Regions from separate parts of the Mus musculus genome. Here region 1 is linked to region 2. Evidence: chromatin contacts called from public HiChIP or PLAC-seq data. All regions are on one chromosome and are shown on one strand. The core of a region is the stretch at or near the end of the contact, and the rest is flanking DNA. Distances in the headings are between cores, read along the strand shown. Region 1 has its middle 25 kb from the start of Pitx2. Region 2 holds the start of Neurog2 (neurogenin 2).

Evidence for each region. HiChIP or PLAC-seq counts read pairs in DNA pulled down with a chosen protein or histone mark.
Region 1: a CTCF HiChIP or PLAC-seq map of stem cell-derived epiblast-like cells shows a contact between it and region 2, with 29 times the contacts expected there. The contact joins the enhancer-like site here to the promoter of Neurog2 in region 2. A contact is called at or near these places in 10 of 39 promoter capture datasets (cranial neural crest, embryonic stem cells, frontonasal cranial neural crest and 4 more), 2 of 15 datasets of contacts at CTCF or cohesin (embryonic stem cells and stem cell-derived epiblast-like cells), 51 of 484 Hi-C or Micro-C datasets (B cells, LSK cells, cerebellar granule neurons and 19 more), 16 of 115 datasets of contacts at active chromatin or transcription factors (craniofacial prominence, embryonic forebrain, embryonic hindbrain and 7 more) and 3 of 9 other capture datasets (embryonic stem cells, embryonic tail and embryonic trunk).

What each region holds. Positions count from the first base shown.
Region 1 is chr3:129,222,370-129,227,620 of GRCm38.p6, forward strand. No RefSeq gene overlaps it. Among named protein-coding and RNA genes, the nearest start is that of Pitx2, 25 kb to the left of the region's middle. Within about 2 kb of position 1,987, at least 27 of the 459 cell types and tissues checked have an H3K27ac peak or open chromatin away from gene starts, as enhancers often do. A contact at or near this core is called in epiblasts, kidney and stem cell-derived epiblast-like cells, where this site is marked.
Region 2 is chr3:127,631,410-127,636,882 of GRCm38.p6, forward strand. Neurog2 (neurogenin 2) reads left to right here and starts at 1,727. Exons shown (of 2, transcript NM_009718.3): 1 at 1,727-2,048; 2 at 2,319-4,222. The coding sequence starts at 2,320. The coding sequence ends at 3,111.

The DNA of each region.
Region 1 (5,251 bases), core at 737-3,236, 1.6 Mb after region 2:
CCCCCTCCCACCCCCCCACCCCCCCCCATCTCTCAGGGTACTGAAACCAGAAGTCCTTTTTAGAGCATAACAACACCGCCAACAAATTAATGGGAGAAAAAGAAATACCATCTTTAAAGTCCCAATATTCCTCAAAGTCCTATAAATTAACCCGTGGAGAGCATCGAACCCTTTTAAGGAGCGTCTATAAAACTCCTGCGTGTTCTGGTCAGAGGACAACCTCCCCACCCCCTGTTACAGCGTGACCAAAACAAAGGTCTGCTCTGCAATCCACATTCAAATCCACACGACACTCGTCCCTAGGCTCCCCAGCCTCTGTCGGCCCGGCCCACCAGAGATCCGAGCTAGCTGAGTAGTCCCGGCTGGGAGATTTAACTTTTTTTTTTTTTTTTAGAGCTGAGGAGAAAGGGGGGCATGTAACCAGATCAGTGTCTTTATGAATATAGACTCCCACTGATTGATTTATAAACCCTCCGCGAACGGCAGTTAATGTAAGCAAGCACACTGACATGCAAGAGACACTGGTGGACTCGCTCGGTCAGTGAAGCAGGTCTGAAAAGAAATAAAAAGATATCTCTGGTAGCCGATTTTTTTTTCAGGAGAAATTAGAAAGCGAACATCTTTCCTCACCCATCCTCCCAAACCATTGTGTTTGAATTTAATCTGAAAAGAACAATAATTCTAGAGATGTTTTTAAAGTCACTGTGAGCACGTGGCTGATTTACCTATACAGACTTTAGCAGATGAAACCGAGGAGGTTTTATGTTAATCTTCAAAGTTGTCCCCTCTTCCTTTCTCCTGCCTCCCCACAAAGGGAGACCTTTTCATTGCTGATTTTTCTATCTGAGAAGATTAGAAGTAGGATTTATTGTGTTCGGGGAAACATAACTTCATTTCTGTACTGAGTACTTTATGTTTTATGTAAATGTTGCTTTTAGATTTTGTTTGGGGACTAAGGAAGTCCTGCAAGAAATAAAGTACCCCCATTAAAGTAGTTAATTCTACTTAATTGCTCCAAAAAAATCACAGTTAACCCTTTTGTGGTGATGTACTGTAGTAGTTGTAGAAAAGGGGGAGACACTTGACGACTAAGCTACTTAGCTGAAGGATGCCTAATAGAACCATCTAGCTTCCTTTTAATTTAAAACACTCTTTGAAAACATTCAATGACTGGATGGAGAAGTATTTACTTTAAGGTGATAGTGTTGGGGGATTGCTTGTCTTCCCCCTTCCTTTTTAAAAGAGGATAAATGAAGTTGAGACTAATTAGTTGCTCCCCAATCACTGTGTGTACGTGTAGGAGGGGGAGGCGCCCTGCGATTTTGATGGATCCCTTCCCATCCAGCTAACCTAATCTTCTGGTTAAAAAGTTTAAGGTCTCCTTCGGTTTTCTCTCTCCTCTTCCCCCCCCCCCGCCCCCTTACTGTCTTCTTTGTACCCAGCCAAGGTTTTACTTTGTTTTCTTTTGCTGTTTTCTTCCTCCTGTTCTCAATCCTAGCAATTTAGAAAATGGCCTGTAGCGCTGAAGGCTGATGCACCAAGATTAAGTCTTGGGGGTTGTTTTTCTTAGAGTCCTGGCCACAGCTTCCTTGTTCAAGAACTAGAAAAGCCCCTTTGCTTCCTTCAGCCAGCAGCTGGTTGCAGCCCCCAAGGTCCGTTTGAGATGGTAGCACCTAGGACCCTTTGAACTGTCCGCGAAAGAACAGTAGGGCAGGGTTTCTGTCTTGATTCAGAACTCATTCAAGTGACAGTCCATTTGTCCTGCTCTGCCTCTTGTCTACAGTCCCTGCAACTCTGTCTCTGGGGTAGCTATCACCCATGGGTTGATTTCTGCACGGAAGGAGAGGGAGGGAGGGAAAAAAGAGGACACTTTGATGGAATCCTTTCCTGTTCTTCCGGATGAAGAGGCAGGACTTTCACGGGAGTCCCTTCGCACTGAAGCCTGCGTTTGCTGGACCGCCTGTCTCCCAAGCAGCTGGCTTCACCTCGCTGCGTGCGGGCACGGGGGAGGGGGAGGAGAAGTCTTCGGACAGAGGTGGGGATCCTGCAGGCTGTCCTCAGGACACGGCTTTGCCTGCCAGAGCCCAAGGCTACAGATCTCTTTGAAAATAAAGTAATATCAAACAAAAGAAAGTGAAATAAAGTCTCTCCGCGGGCTCTGGGCCCCAGGTGAGTCTTCATTCCCAGGGCTTCACCAGCCGCAGCCCCTGGGGTCCCTGCTTAAATCCAGAAATGGAGGCAGTTGATCTTATCTGACGAGGTAGTGTTTTATCTGTTTCAAAAGGGTGGATCCCGGCTGCGACTGCTGGGCCGCCCTTCCAGACTCCAGCTTCCCCGTCCGGAGGTTCCCAAGCTTCGATCCCCTTCTCCAGCATAGCTGATCTGGTTTGCCAGTTACCAAACACCAGGTCCCGGGTAGCTGGGAAGGACCTTTTGGACCTTGGAGTTCCGTTCCACCCGGCCCACAGAGCTTAGCTTCTCGGATTGTCCAGATACCGCGGCTCCACCTGAGCGTGCCCTCAAGCCAGCAGCTCCTCCTAGGGCCGCTAGACCTGGTGGCTCGGTACAGCCCAGCTCTGTGACTGCCCACCGATCCCCGAAGCCGCTTCACCTGAATATCCTGACTTTTTTGTTTTACCGTTTTTGGTTTTTGTCTGGAGGTTAATGGGCGGTGGTAATGGGTCGGAGCTCTCTTCAATCTAACCGTACTTTTCTGATACAGTAGAAGAATATGGAAGCCCGCGGGACACCTACGCAAGTCCAGGGTCTCAGCATGGTTTTTCCGTGTCTCACAAACAACATAATCTATCCTAATCAGCAGCTGGACAAACCCCCCTGCTTCCTGCCAGCGCCTGCAGCCAGTAGCCCCGAATACGGAGTCCAACACCCTTGGGCGGGGCAGTTTGGATGGACGCAGGGCCCAGCAGTGAAGTTGCGCGGAACCTAGCGCTTGCGCCCCTGGGTGGCCCTACAAGCACCAATAGGGACCGGGACCTCAGCCTGGCCGGCGGTCCCGGTCCCAACACAGTCAGGGCGCGACCTCATAGCAGCTATCCCAGCGGCTGTAGTCCCTGGGCAGTAGGAGCCCTCCTCCCCTTCACATCCCTTCTCACCCTCTCCTGGCCTCTGCTTCTTCGCTCCCGAGCGACCATATACCTTGAGTGGGTCACCCCTGCTTGCCTCCTTCGAGATGTCTCAAGCCCGGGGGTTGAATATTAACCGACCAGAGCTATAGAGTGAGGTAAAACATTACATATAAAAATGAATCATCTATCCGATCCCAGAAGAGAAGACCTATAGCCAGCTCTGCGTCTAGAAAAGATCTGGCCACGTCCCACGTACTCACTCCACTGACTGCCTTTACCCACTGACCAATCTGCCACAAGTGGCCGGGGACAGATACACTGGATAGCCAGTAATTCCCCTTACGGAGTCTGTGGTTAATTGATGGTTTCAAACACAAGCTAAAGTCCTTTAGAGAAAGGACAGCATTTCATCTCTTATAAGAACTGGTGGGGGCAGTCGTTAATCTAAGAGGACCCTCTGGCCTCAGGGTAAAGAAGGAAGTGTCGTCGTCCCTCCCCCCCCCCCCACACACACACACACTCCCACCCCCCACCTCCGCCTCTGGCATTGCTGAGAGCCTAGGCTGGGTGGGTAGCCCATGGCAGGCAGCGTCAGGAGCCTGAGCATGGAGAGAGGCCAGCCGTGGGTGGCCACAAGCTAATGGGGGCTGGCCTAGACTGAGTATCCTGACCTGAGGTCCTCAGGAAACTCCTCCTACTAGTCCCCACTTCAGCCCCCTGCCTCAGGTTTTCCCTCCTCTCTCCCACCTATTTGTTTCTATTAACAAAAAAGCAACAATGTGCTACTCAGTGTTAGCAGATAGGCCCAAGTACCTAGTCTCTCAGAATTTACCAAAAGATAACAGGGATTGGACGAGGAATGAGGGGTTCTGCACCTTTTCACTTCGGTGACCTTACCTGGGAAACACTGGTGACAAGCGCCACCTCACTACTCCTATATTCATCATAAACTCATGAGTAGGATGGCGATTTTGGTTTCTTTCTCTCCTTCTCCCTCAGTCTGATCCTCTCCCCCCACCCCACCACCCCCCTCCCCGCTCTAAAAAGATAAGGTGGTTGGTTGCTCCTTACAGAAAGATGTAATGCGACATGAAGCTTCCACACATTATTGACAAGCTGCAGGAAATGCCCCTGCCTCCTAACAAAGTGGAATCACTTCTCCAGCAAAATACTTATTTGATTTAAAATGCAGTGCCTGGTCTGTGGTCATTGTTCAGCCCCTTTGCAGGTGACAACAGCGGTTTCCTTAACCCGGACCCTGCCTCTGACCTGAAAAAATGACCCTGAAGCAGCCTCATTTTCACGGAGAGTGTTTACCTAACTTTTCTACTTAGGAGGTCCCAAAAAAGTGGTTTGGTGATTTGCCTGTCTAGTTAGAACTCTGTATCGCTGAATGGCTTCAGACCCCCCTCTTAGCTCCTTCAAAGGCAGCTACTCCTTCCCAGTGTTCACAGCCTGTAGAGTTAGAAATCCTAAGTATTTCTGGGAAGGTTTAGAGGCTGGCGGCAGCATCTAGAGAACAGGAGTTTTTGGAGACTCAGCAAGTGTACTCACCATGCCTGTACTGAGCTCCGTGTACAGGTATTAATTGGATGTCACCATTCAGTTGGTTCTTAGGGAACAGGGCTTGAGTTTAAGATGTGGTTACACACTTAATCTCGTCCTCTCCCAGCTTGTCACTGCTCATACTTCATCGCACATAGTGTCCCCTGTCATTCGAGCACAGCGGTGACAGCCCAACTTTGTCATCGTCCAATTCTGCCTTACACCACTTCTCCAAGAAAAACAGAATCGACTCAAATGTTCCGTTGCTTTGCTCCAGAGAGACAATGAACACATCAAAGCAAGGGGACAAAACGAGGTTCGGATCGTGCACTCAGCTGCCCTTCTCAACGTGAATGTGAAACTCAGAAACAGGCTGGAGAGGGTATTTACTCTTAAAGTTACCCGGTGGCTGGGGAGGAGAATTCTGAGGAGTCTAATAGCCTCAAACTATCTTCTTCCTCACCAAACTACCATGTTATCTGACACTCTGCATCTATTTGTGTCCCTGGTAACAGGGGTTTGACTGACAGGTCACAGACTAGAGGGCTTGGGTGACTGAAAACAAGTTTGACAAGAATGGAATCTGGGTGGAGTGCCACTATGGAGATGGAGAGAGGATG
Region 2 (5,473 bases), core at 477-2,976:
GGGGGAAGAAATGAAAGTTTGACAGAAAATACTGGAGGTTGGGGTGCTGCAAAGATCCAGACTATTTCCCTGGATGCTAATTTTGCTTTTCTTCGGCTCCACGCTCTCCAAATCCTGCTCCGTAGCCCTCTAAGGGAACTAAACACACGCAAACCGTGCCAATGCGAACAGTGCTCTGGCTGAACTCTTCTCTGAGATTCAGCTCATTTTCAGTCCCAACGAACTAAGGAGCCAGAGACCTGCGGATAATCTCTTTCTCTGGCTCTGGTGGACTGCTAAAGCCCCTCCCAAGACTCTCCTTTCATCCTCGCAAAAAAGGACCCCGCGACCGGTCCCAGATGACACTCAGGACTCACTCACTTCTGGGACTCTGGTTCTGCGTCTAGTGGTAAAGGGGAGGGACAGACAGCAATTCAGAACAAGTTTCCTCTCAAGTCCAGCAGGGAGCTAGAGCTCCTTTCTATTTTTTTTCTCCCCATTGAAAAGGCAGAATTGGGAGGACAGGCCCTATGTCTCAACAACGCCCCCCAGAGCGGAGCAGAGGTCATACAAGTGTCAGAGTGATCCACTCGCTCCTAGGAGCAGTAGCACGCCTGCCTTTGCCACCCACACAGGAAGCCACCTTATAGTATCATCTGGCTCTAACCTGTTGTTGGTACCCATCCCCTTCCGCACCAGAAGCCCCCCAAATTACGTCAAGGCGTGAAGCCTCACTGTGTCTCAGGGAAAATGGGTGTGTCAAGTGAGTGCGTTTATTTTATTTTATTTTATTTTATTTTTTTTTAATGCTCATCAATTGCTCTCCGACCAATTTCCCCTTCTAGGGGACGTCTCTGTGAACTCCTAATGTTTCCCAAACAGTCATAGACACGTTTCTCTAGAACTCAGGCACACTCTCTCACAACGTGCCTCCTGTCTGGCACACGTACGTGACCCCTTCCTTTTCCTAATTAGACTAAGGTGTTTTAAAACCCGTTTTCTAGTTGATACGGCCCCAAAGAGGCTTTGCCGAGACATGGCCGGCAGCACCACCAGGCTGCCTTCTCCGGGATTCTGACTCTCACTAATTCAAGGCTCCGGTCGCCCGCCCGTGAGACCCCGGCTGAGACGGGCGGGACGCGTATGGAGGACTCGGGCGGGAGCAGTAGTCGGGGTGCCCCCCCCCCCCCCCGCCATGGGCCCCCAGCACTCGGGCCCCTAATGAGCTGCTGAAAGGGAGCGGGCTCCGGTGCGCGTGGCTCGCAGGCCTCCCGGAGTCCCGGGAACACTGATTGGCCAGCTGCGCCTCGCGACCTCCTTTCATTAATAAATTAGCGGCACGCTCCAGCCGAGCGCGAGCCACCAATCACAATAGACAGCGGCGGCGACAACAGCCGCAGCTTGAGCCACTGCCGCCGCCGCGGCTTCGGTAGCTTGGGCTGCAGCCTGGAGCGCCAACAGGAGCTTTAGAACCATTTTATGCTGATTAGATAAAGGGGGGACGGAGGGGCGGGGGTGATGGAGGAGGAGGATGGATGGCCAGGCCAGGGGAGGGGGAGAGGGACTAAAGAAAGGGAAAGAAATGAATGATGATAATACGATGAAAAGAATAAGCTGGGGAGGGAGAGCGGGGGACCAGGACAGGCGGAGGAGGAGAGGGCGGGGGAAGGGTAGGTGAGGAGGGGGCCCCGGGGCAGATCTGATTGTTTTCTTGGTGGTATATAAGGGGTTTTAAGGAGAGTCGTGTGCCAGACACGCAGCCACTGAACCACAAGCAGCTCGGCTTTAACTGGAGTGCCTTGGAGTCGCGTGCCAGCAGCCACACGGCCAGGGACTGACTGACAGACAACCACGCACGAGAACGACAACACACGAGACTCGGGCGAGCTGCCGCGGTCGTCCGGGCTCTTGGCAAAGTCGCCCAGCCGAGAGGCCCCCCCGCGGAGGTGCGCCTAGGAAGCGCCAAGCCCGCGGCGCGGAGGACACCGTGCTCGGTTCCGGGCTGCGGGGACATTCCCGGACACACACCGGAGCAGCAGCTGCGCCGCGACACATCTGGAGCCGCGTAGGTAAGTGTGCATGCCGCGGCTCTCCACTTCGCAGGCAGTGTCCCCACGCAGGCTCACGCCGCCCACGCTAACTCCATCGCTCTAGACGCAGTGACTTCTGTGACCGGCAGAAGGTGGCTCGAGCCCGGGGCGCTCCTCCCCAGCTCTGTCCTCGCCATCTTCGCGAATGCACATTGAGGGAGATGGAGGGGGGGGGGGCGGGGCGCGGCGCCAGCGACACTTTACCCTGTCCATTCTGGGAATAAATTTCATCTGCCTCTTCTTTCTCAGGATGTTCGTCAAATCTGAGACTCTGGAGTTGAAGGAGGAAGAGGAGGTACTGATGCTGCTGGGCTCGGCTTCCCCGGCCTCGGCGACCCTGACCCCGATGTCCTCCAGCGCGGACGAGGAGGAGGACGAGGAGCTGCGCCGGCCGGGCTCCGCGCGTGGGCAGCGTGGAGCGGAAGCCGGGCAGGGGGTGCAGGGCAGTCCGGCGTCGGGTGCCGGGGGTTGCCGGCCAGGGCGGCTGCTGGGCCTGATGCACGAGTGCAAGCGTCGCCCGTCGCGCTCACGGGCCGTCTCCCGAGGTGCCAAGACGGCGGAGACGGTGCAGCGCATCAAGAAGACCCGCAGGCTCAAGGCCAACAACCGCGAGCGCAACCGCATGCACAACCTAAACGCCGCGCTGGACGCGCTGCGCGAGGTGCTGCCCACCTTCCCCGAGGATGCCAAGCTCACGAAGATCGAGACGCTGCGCTTCGCCCACAATTACATCTGGGCGCTCACCGAGACTCTGCGCCTGGCGGACCACTGCGCCGGCGCCGGTGGCCTCCAGGGGGCGCTCTTCACGGAGGCGGTGCTCCTGAGCCCGGGAGCTGCGCTCGGCGCCAGCGGGGACAGCCCTTCTCCACCTTCCTCCTGGAGCTGCACCAACAGCCCGGCGTCATCCTCCAACTCCACGTCCCCATACAGCTGCACTTTATCGCCCGCTAGCCCCGGGTCAGACGTGGACTACTGGCAGCCCCCACCTCCGGAGAAGCATCGTTATGCGCCTCACCTGCCCCTCGCCAGGGACTGTATCTAGAGCTGCGGGTCTCCCTCTCTCGTCCTCTACCCGGCCCTCTTCCCATCCTTCTCCCGCCCCTCACCCTCCACGCCCCGGACTCCACTTCACAGAGCAGAGGTGGCCCTTGCAATCCCCTCGGCGGCTGGTGCATTCGGGGGTGGAGACCAGCTCTGGTTTATTGAAGATGTGAGGATTTATGGTCAAAGAGGACTATGGCGTGTGGGAGTGGGGGCTGGCGTGGGGAACCTCGTAAGACTGTAAAAGACACTGAGAAAAAGTACCATAACTAACGAGTGTGCAGAGCAGACTGACGCTCCTCCCCTCTCTCAGAGCTGCTGGAGGAGAACTCCGGGCAGGCAGTTCGTGTGAATCTCTCAGAGGGAATGCAACTGGTCCCTGTGATCTTTTCACCTTCGTTTCTACATAGAGATGTTAATGTCAGTCGAAAGAAATGTATTTTAGCATCTGAATGAATTTACTGGTAATAATATTATCCACACATTTGCAATGGCTGGCATCTGCTCTATTCCCATTGCTGTCTGCAGGCTGTGGGAATTTCACCTGTCAAACCAAACTTTCCCTCTCTGATGTGCACTTTGTTTTTTTCCCAGATTCGTCACAATGCCTATTGTCCCGCCCTTCTTTTTGCTTTTTTTCTCCATTTTGCCATCTGTCTCTTATGATTTATAAGGGGGAAAAACTTGTTTTGTTAGAGGGCCAGGTTAGAAGTCATTGTATAATTTGTAGGCTTTTGTAAGGGTTGAATGCAAGCGTGGAAATTTAGGCTGAATTCTCTATCAAAAGAAAAAATGTGAAGGAAAAAGGAAAAATCAGGAGGGAGGATTGCTTCATGCATTATTTATCTCGACCTTTTAGGGGAGAAGGAACTCCCCCATCCTTTCAAGAGATTAAAAATAAATCAACAGTCTGAAAACCTAAGCAGACACGGGGCATTGCCAGGATCAGCCACACACGTGTTTCCTTCTATTTATTTTGAAGAAAAATTTCATGGGAAAGTATGTATTTTTTTGTATATTCTACAGAGTTTATTCTAGTATGTATTTACATCCCGAAGAATAAGAAAATTGTTTTGTGATTAAGCTATAAATAAAGTATCTAATTTTCATAAGTTTGTATTGAGGTTTGGCTTTTGCGTTTGTTTCTGATGTGGCTGGCTTTTAATACAGAATGAGTTGTATTTTACTAAAGTTTTCACATATTGAATTGAGTATATTTGTATCTTGGGTCATGTTTGATGTGGAATTTCACTAAGAAATTACAAAATATGGGATCCTACTTGAAACACCAACCCTGAAATTGGAGTATGAAATCCATCACAAACCCACATTCTGTTTTTAAGAAATCACTTCTTAAAGGCAGGCAGATTTCCATGAGTTCAGGCTTAGTCTACAGAGTGAATTCCAGGCCAGCCAGGGTTACACAGTGAGACCTTGTATCTAAATAAATAAATTAACAACATACTGAGCTGGGGACAAGTTCAGTGGCAGAACTCTGGATGTTTAAATCAATAAATACATGCTGCCTGGGCAACGAAGAGCAAAAGTGGGGATCTTAAATAATAATTATGTCACAACAGACTCCAGTGTTCAGAAAAAGCTTTATTTTAATAGCAGGAGGTTGAGTAGGCTGTAGTGATGCACGCCTTTAATCCAGCACTTGGGAGGCAGAGGCAGGTGAATCTCTATGCTAGCCTGTACTACACAGTGAATTCCTGGACACAACCAGGGTTATGTAGAGAGACAGATGTTGCATATCTGTTAATTGAGAGAGGGAGAGAGAGAGAGAGAGAGAGAGAGAGAGAGAGAGAGAGAGAGAGAGAGAGAGAGAGAGAGAAAAGAAAGAAAGAAAGAAAGAAAGAAAGAAAGAAAGAAAGAAAGAAAGAAAGAAAGAAAGAAGGAAAGAAGTTTTTTGGTACAGTGTGCAAATCTGTTTTTGCAGTTAACTTCTTTTGGCTTCACCTTTCTTTTGCTGTTGTTTTGTTTTTTGAGGGAGTTTCTGTTCTAGCTGTCCTAAAATTCAATTTGTAGACCAGGCTGGCCTAGAAATCACAGAGAACTGCCTGATTCTGCCTCCTAAGTGCTGGGATTAAAGACCTGTGCCTCACCACCATGCCTGGTTCTCCTTTATGACCTTTTTTTAAAAACAATTTTTTAATTAGATATTTTCTTCATTTACATTTCAAATGCTATCCTGAAAGTCCTCTATACCCCCTCCCCGCCCTGCTCCCCAACCCACCCACCCCCGTTCTTGGCCCTGGGATTCCCCTCTACTGGGGCATATAATCTTTGCAAGACCAAGGGCCTCTCCTCCCAATGATGGCCGACTAGACCATCTTCTGCTACATACGCAGCTAGAGACA